2 separate regions of the Mus musculus genome follow, and region 1 is linked to region 2. Evidence: chromatin contacts called from public HiChIP or PLAC-seq data. All regions are on one chromosome and are shown on one strand. The core of a region is the stretch at or near the end of the contact, and the rest is flanking DNA. Distances in the headings are between cores, read along the strand shown.

What was found. HiChIP or PLAC-seq counts read pairs in DNA pulled down with a chosen protein or histone mark.
Region 1: an H3K27ac HiChIP or PLAC-seq map of oligodendrocyte precursor cells shows a contact between it and region 2, with 12 times the contacts expected there. The contact joins two enhancer-like sites. A contact is called at or near these places in 3 of 115 datasets of contacts at active chromatin or transcription factors (astrocytes, oligodendrocyte precursor cells and stem cell-derived neural progenitor cells).

What each region holds. Positions count from the first base shown.
Region 1 is chr17:10,268,425-10,271,124 of GRCm38.p6, reverse strand. The region is part of intron 3 of Qk (quaking); the gene reads left to right. Among named protein-coding and RNA genes, the nearest start is that of Qk, 50 kb to the left of the region's middle. Within about 2 kb of position 1,439, at least 28 of the 459 cell types and tissues checked have an H3K27ac peak or open chromatin away from gene starts, as enhancers often do. A contact at or near this core is called in oligodendrocyte precursor cells and stem cell-derived neural progenitor cells, where this site is marked.
Region 2 is chr17:9,022,521-9,025,220 of GRCm38.p6, reverse strand. No RefSeq gene overlaps it. Among named protein-coding and RNA genes, the nearest start is that of 1700010I14Rik, 36 kb to the right of the region's middle. Within about 2 kb of position 1,425, at least 27 of the 459 cell types and tissues checked have an H3K27ac peak or open chromatin away from gene starts, as enhancers often do. A contact at or near this core is called in oligodendrocyte precursor cells and stem cell-derived neural progenitor cells, where this site is marked.

The sequences.
Region 1 (2,700 bases), core at 190-2,689, 1.2 Mb before region 2:
GTATATATTATACACATGTAGAAAACAATAGTAAAATAAATGAAAACACCCGAAAATGAATTGAGCTGCAGAATACATTTTCAGTGTTGTTAAAAATGCTAGATCGACCTGTTAACTTGAATTGCTTCTATGTGACTAATATTTTCCTACATCTTTGTTAATTGCTCTCTGCCTTAGGTATTTGTGTCAGAGTCTCTCATTTGAATTCTCCACCCTATATATTGATTCGTGGTCTCCCATTTGTTGGCAGAAGCTAGTACCTGAATAGCTCCAGGGATTCTCTGTGTCTTCATTTCATGTGTATTAGGATTATAGGTGGATCTTACACCCACACGACTTTTACATGGGTTCTGAAGATCCAAACTGTTTCTCCCTCTTGAATAGCTAGTATTTTACCCTCTGAGCCTTCCTCCCAACCCTGATGTGCTCCCTAGAGTGTTGATAATGAGGTGAGAAGGGAAGGTGTTTTCATTTGGTACTTGTCTGTTTGGTAAACAACATAAAGAACAGGTAAGTACTGGCATAAACAATAATATAATAAGAATGATAAATATGTTTTAATAGTTACAAAGGAAATTTGCCTAGCTTTATTCCTTTTATCTACATATGATAAAATACTAACAAAGCTAGAGAAACAACCTTAGTTTCCTTACTGCTTCATGTACTTTGAACAAAAATGTTCCGTTAAAAATACTGTCTGTTGACTGAATCCTTCACTAAACACAACACATACTGTCTTTTATAGACTTTACTTGCTATTTAGTAAATACTTGTCATTGAGTAAGCATTAGAAATAGACCCACAAATGATTAGCCCTGTAGTTCAAGTCATAAGAGAATAATGTGCCTCTCTTTGGCTCCCTGAAGAAGGTTTGACAAATAGTGATGATTGCATGCTCTATGTGCTTTTAATATTCCTGGAAGATAGATAGTAGCATGTAATTCTAAGATCCTCGTTTGAGTATGTGAGTTAATATGCCAATTTTATTTCCTTTTTCTTACTTTTCTAATAATTCATTATAATTGTTCTTACCAGCACTGATTTTTGTTTTGTTGTAAAATTCAAGTAGCCAGCAGGACTACTTAACAGAAACCATAGGCAGGAACTGATAGAACTTAGAATGCTCTCAGGAAAGTCTTGCCTGTCCTGGGCAGCATATGGATGGCAGTGTTTCTGTAGCTGAGCATGTTTGTGGTAACAGCATTGTTAGAAAATATGTTACAAGTGAAAAAATGAGCTACTTTGTGTTAATTTTGTCCTGTTTATTTTGTATACTTTGCATTAACTCGTTCTCTCAGTATTTGACACACATTTTTTCAACTAATCTTGGTTTTATCATTTGCATTTTGTATGTGAGAAAACTTTTGTCAGGGAGGTTGAATGGTTTGCCAGAAAAATGGTAGTCAGAACTTGAAACAAAGCCTGCATTGTGTCATTTGATGTCTCACATTTTACTCTAAGGCGTATCCAACAGTGACTGCCATACAAATGCTTCAACAAAGGAACTTAGGAAGCCAGTTGAACATTTTATTGAATTCTTTCTTGCTTTCTTACTTTTTCATAGGTGACAGTATTTTTCATACTGTCAGACCACTCAGTACCCCCGATATTAGGTGTCTAGGGAATTCTGACACCCATAATCAATAGTCACATCTTTAGGGAGCACTTACTGATATCTTATAATTTGCTTCAATTTGAGCACTATTTGGAGATTATATTAGATTTCAGAAGTTATAGGAGTGAACTCCACTGCAGAAACCAAGCACAGACCACCTTTGGTTTCTGTTGAGCTCTATGGCATGTTTCTAATCTCCCTCTCAAGTTGCTAGAGAGACCTACTTAGAATATCATTTTACCTAGGCTAGCTTGTTTGCTATTAAAAGATATTGAAGGGATACACATGAACAGCCATATAAAATGAGACACGGGGAAAGGTAGGCTTTCTTTTCTTCTGGGAGTGCCATGTTCCAGGGTTTTCTAGTTGTTGAGCTCCTTTTGGGTTTTTATGAGGCTTTTCTGGGGAAAAACAATTGGTGACATCATTGGCCAGTGGTGATAAGGTCATTTTTTTTAAATCAATCTTTCTCCCCTCTCCTCCTCCCCTCCCCTCCCCCACTACCCCTCTCTACCCCCCTCTCCCCCTCTCCCTCCCTCTCTCCCTCTCCTCTTGGTGGGAACATTTTTTTAGATTTCTACTATCAGTCTATAAATCTGTGGGTTCTTTCCTATTATAAACTGGAGGGAACGAAAAGTCCAAGCCTGTGAATTCCTGCCTTAAACCTCATCCTGTTTAGTCAAATCCTTCCATGATTGAGTGTTTATAGAGTTGATGAAGCTATGTTAGTTAAGTTTGTCCTACAGGAGTTTGCAAACTCAGCAGTCTTAGAGTCCTGCTCACTGTGAGGCTGTATGGTAGGTCTGCCTGTCCTCTAGGACTGCTAATAGTGGTGGCTCATAGCACCGGCCTGTATCACTGTGTGCAATACCTGACTCAGGCTGTGTGTCACCCTCAGGAGCTAGTGAGTGGCACTGTTCTATCTCATAGGATTTGAGGTTTAAAGGGATATAGTAATGTATTAATTTCCCTGTATTGAGCAAAATACTGCTCTAAATAGAAGACCATCTATCTCCTTGGGCAAATTCATCTGCACCATGCCATTTTCTTTGGAATGTGGGCTTTCAAGTCAAAATCCACACAAA
Region 2 (2,700 bases), core at 176-2,675:
CAACTAGCAGGAATAGCCAGATCCATGAGCTCTGGGTTTGACTGAGACACCCTGCCTCAAAGAATACAATGGAAGAACAATAAAAGATGATTCCCAATATCATCCTCCACACGTGCACACATATATGCAAATGTGCATTCATGCACACACATGCACACACACAGTGGAGGGGAAAATGTCCTCAAAAGTAGCCTTTGGCAGTTCTTTAACATAGAGACAATAGAAACTGCATGGTTTATTCTTCCACATAGAAGAACCTCTCTTGATGCATAGGGTAAGTCTTAGCTAGGGTTGTACTGCTGTGAACAGACACCATGACCAAGGCAACTCTTACATGGACAACATTTAACTGGGACTGGCTTACAGGTTCAGAGGTTCAGTCCATTATCATCAAGTTAGGAGTATGGCAGCATCCAGGCAGGCATTGTGCAGGAGGAGCTGAGAATTCTACATCTTCATTTGAAGGCTGCTAGCAGAATACTGGCTTCCAGGCAGCTAGGATGAAGGTCTTTAAGTCCATGCCTGTAGTGACACACCTACTCCAACGAGGCCATGCCTCCTGATAGTGCCACTCCCTGGACCAAGAATATACAAACCAACACAGGATATTTCAGGCCACACAGTCTCTCATAGGTGAGAAAATCACCAACTTAGAGAGGTCACGAGACCACTTGGGATCGATAAAATTCTGCCTGTAGTTATTTTTATTTTCTGATATTTTAGGAGGTCCTGTTATTGTTATTGTTTTTCATTAGCTTGCAGCCTTTTGAGGGAAGAGATGCTCTGAGGCTGAGAGCACATCCTGCTCTCCCATATAACCAAGATTGGTACCCAGCACCCAGGACCTGCAGGGCAGCTTACAACAGCCTGTAGCCCCAGCTCCAGGGGATCTATTGTCCTCTCCTGGCCTCTGTAGACACCCATGTATGCGCATATAAATAAAATGCAAAATTAAAACTGGTTTTCTAAAACATGTAAAAACCTGGTACTGTTTTGACATCTAGAGATCTCCAGGAAACCACAGGAGAGCTCACAGCCATGAATCATTGATTGTGCTGTGTGTATCTTTTATGTGCATAATTTCTCAGAGAGAGGATATTGGGGGGAGAGAGATGAAAAGACTCACAACAACACAAAGAACAACTGCTTAGTTGAGCTAGATTTTTTTTTTCCAGTGATCTCTTAGAGCCAGGTCCCACTACCAGAAGCTTGCTGGCTGAGGAGTTGGTTAAAAAGCTATGGCTCAGCCCTCGCCTTTGTTTACTCTTGGTGGAGTATTGCTGTTTCTCCTCAAACATCCTCTCCTTCTTACACAGGTGCTAAAGAAAAATGATCTCCCGCCAGGCCACAGCTTCTGCTTGGGGACAGGACTGGCTGGCAGGAAGACAGTCTGTGGAGCGGACCAGCTTCTCTGGGTCCCTGCCAGTAGGAAGAATAAGGCCCTGTGTTGTCCTCTTGCAGGTCCTTCCGCTGTCCACCCCACTCCTCCAGCAGTAGTGGCAGGTGTGAAAGACGGTTGGAACAGTGGGGCGGGGTCTGGAGTGGTCCAAGACAGACATTAATTAGGATGCAGCCTCTCGACCCAGCCACTGCAAACCTTCGTGTACAGATGCTCATGCATCCTGGATAAAATTATGATACCAGGATCTCAAAACGCTCATTTTATACACAGGCAAAATTGCCTGAGAAGTGACAGCTTGGCCTTCCTGTCTCTGTGCTAATGCTTCCTGGGGCGTCCGCCTGGCACTGGGAGGTGAATAAAAATGCAAATCCTACAGAAGGTCCCTGCATGCCTGCTCTCAGAGGACAAGGCCTGGCAGGAGTCCCTCATTCAGCGTGCACCAGCGCGGGGAAGTTCTCTGTGGGAAACCTCAAAAGGTCCTTGTCTGACTCCCACCCTAAGCAGACCTCTGGGGATCCTCAGTGGAACACTGAAAAATGCTTTAAAGTGGGCTGCCCTGACACCTTGTGGCTAATAGGGAGAATTCTGAATGGACACACCTAAGAGCATCTTTATCGTTTCCGATAACAGCGTCCAGACTTCAAATAGAATGTTCCAGAAATAAGAAGGCTGTGGCAGAGCCTTTCAATCTGGCCCCTCATCAACCACCTTCCTGGAGTCCCACAGAGAATTATTTGTAATTCAGTAACAATCTTCCTGGCTCATTTTGTTAATTTGATTTTTCTGAGTCTATTGACCACCTAGTTTCAAAGGTTTTAACAAGAAATTAAATATGCCCTAGATAAGAGAATTTTTTGTCATTAACACTCACCACTAGATACCAACCCTAAATACCAACAAGGATAAAATATTTTTCATTCATTCATTCACTCATTCATTCATTCTCTCTCATGCACACACTATGTATATACATAAGTACGTGTGCATCCCTGCACACACTCCCTACAGGTTGGCTCCAGCAGCAGCTTCCCTTTGCTTTCTGGCATCTTTCCCTCTCACCAAGATTTTGAGGTTTGCTCCTTGGTGTGGTTATGTGGCTCGACAACGTTATTATTGTGTAGCATCTCATTAGGGAAATAGAAAAATCTTAGTATCCAGTCACTATCCGAGGGACATGGAGTTGTGGGAAAGCAGTCAGGTAGAAGGAAGCCTTTCTTCTCCTGGCTCCACCCTTATGGAGATGCTATTGGCAATTGGTAGCTGCTGGGGTAGGGGAGGGAGAGTCATTCTGGGTAGGT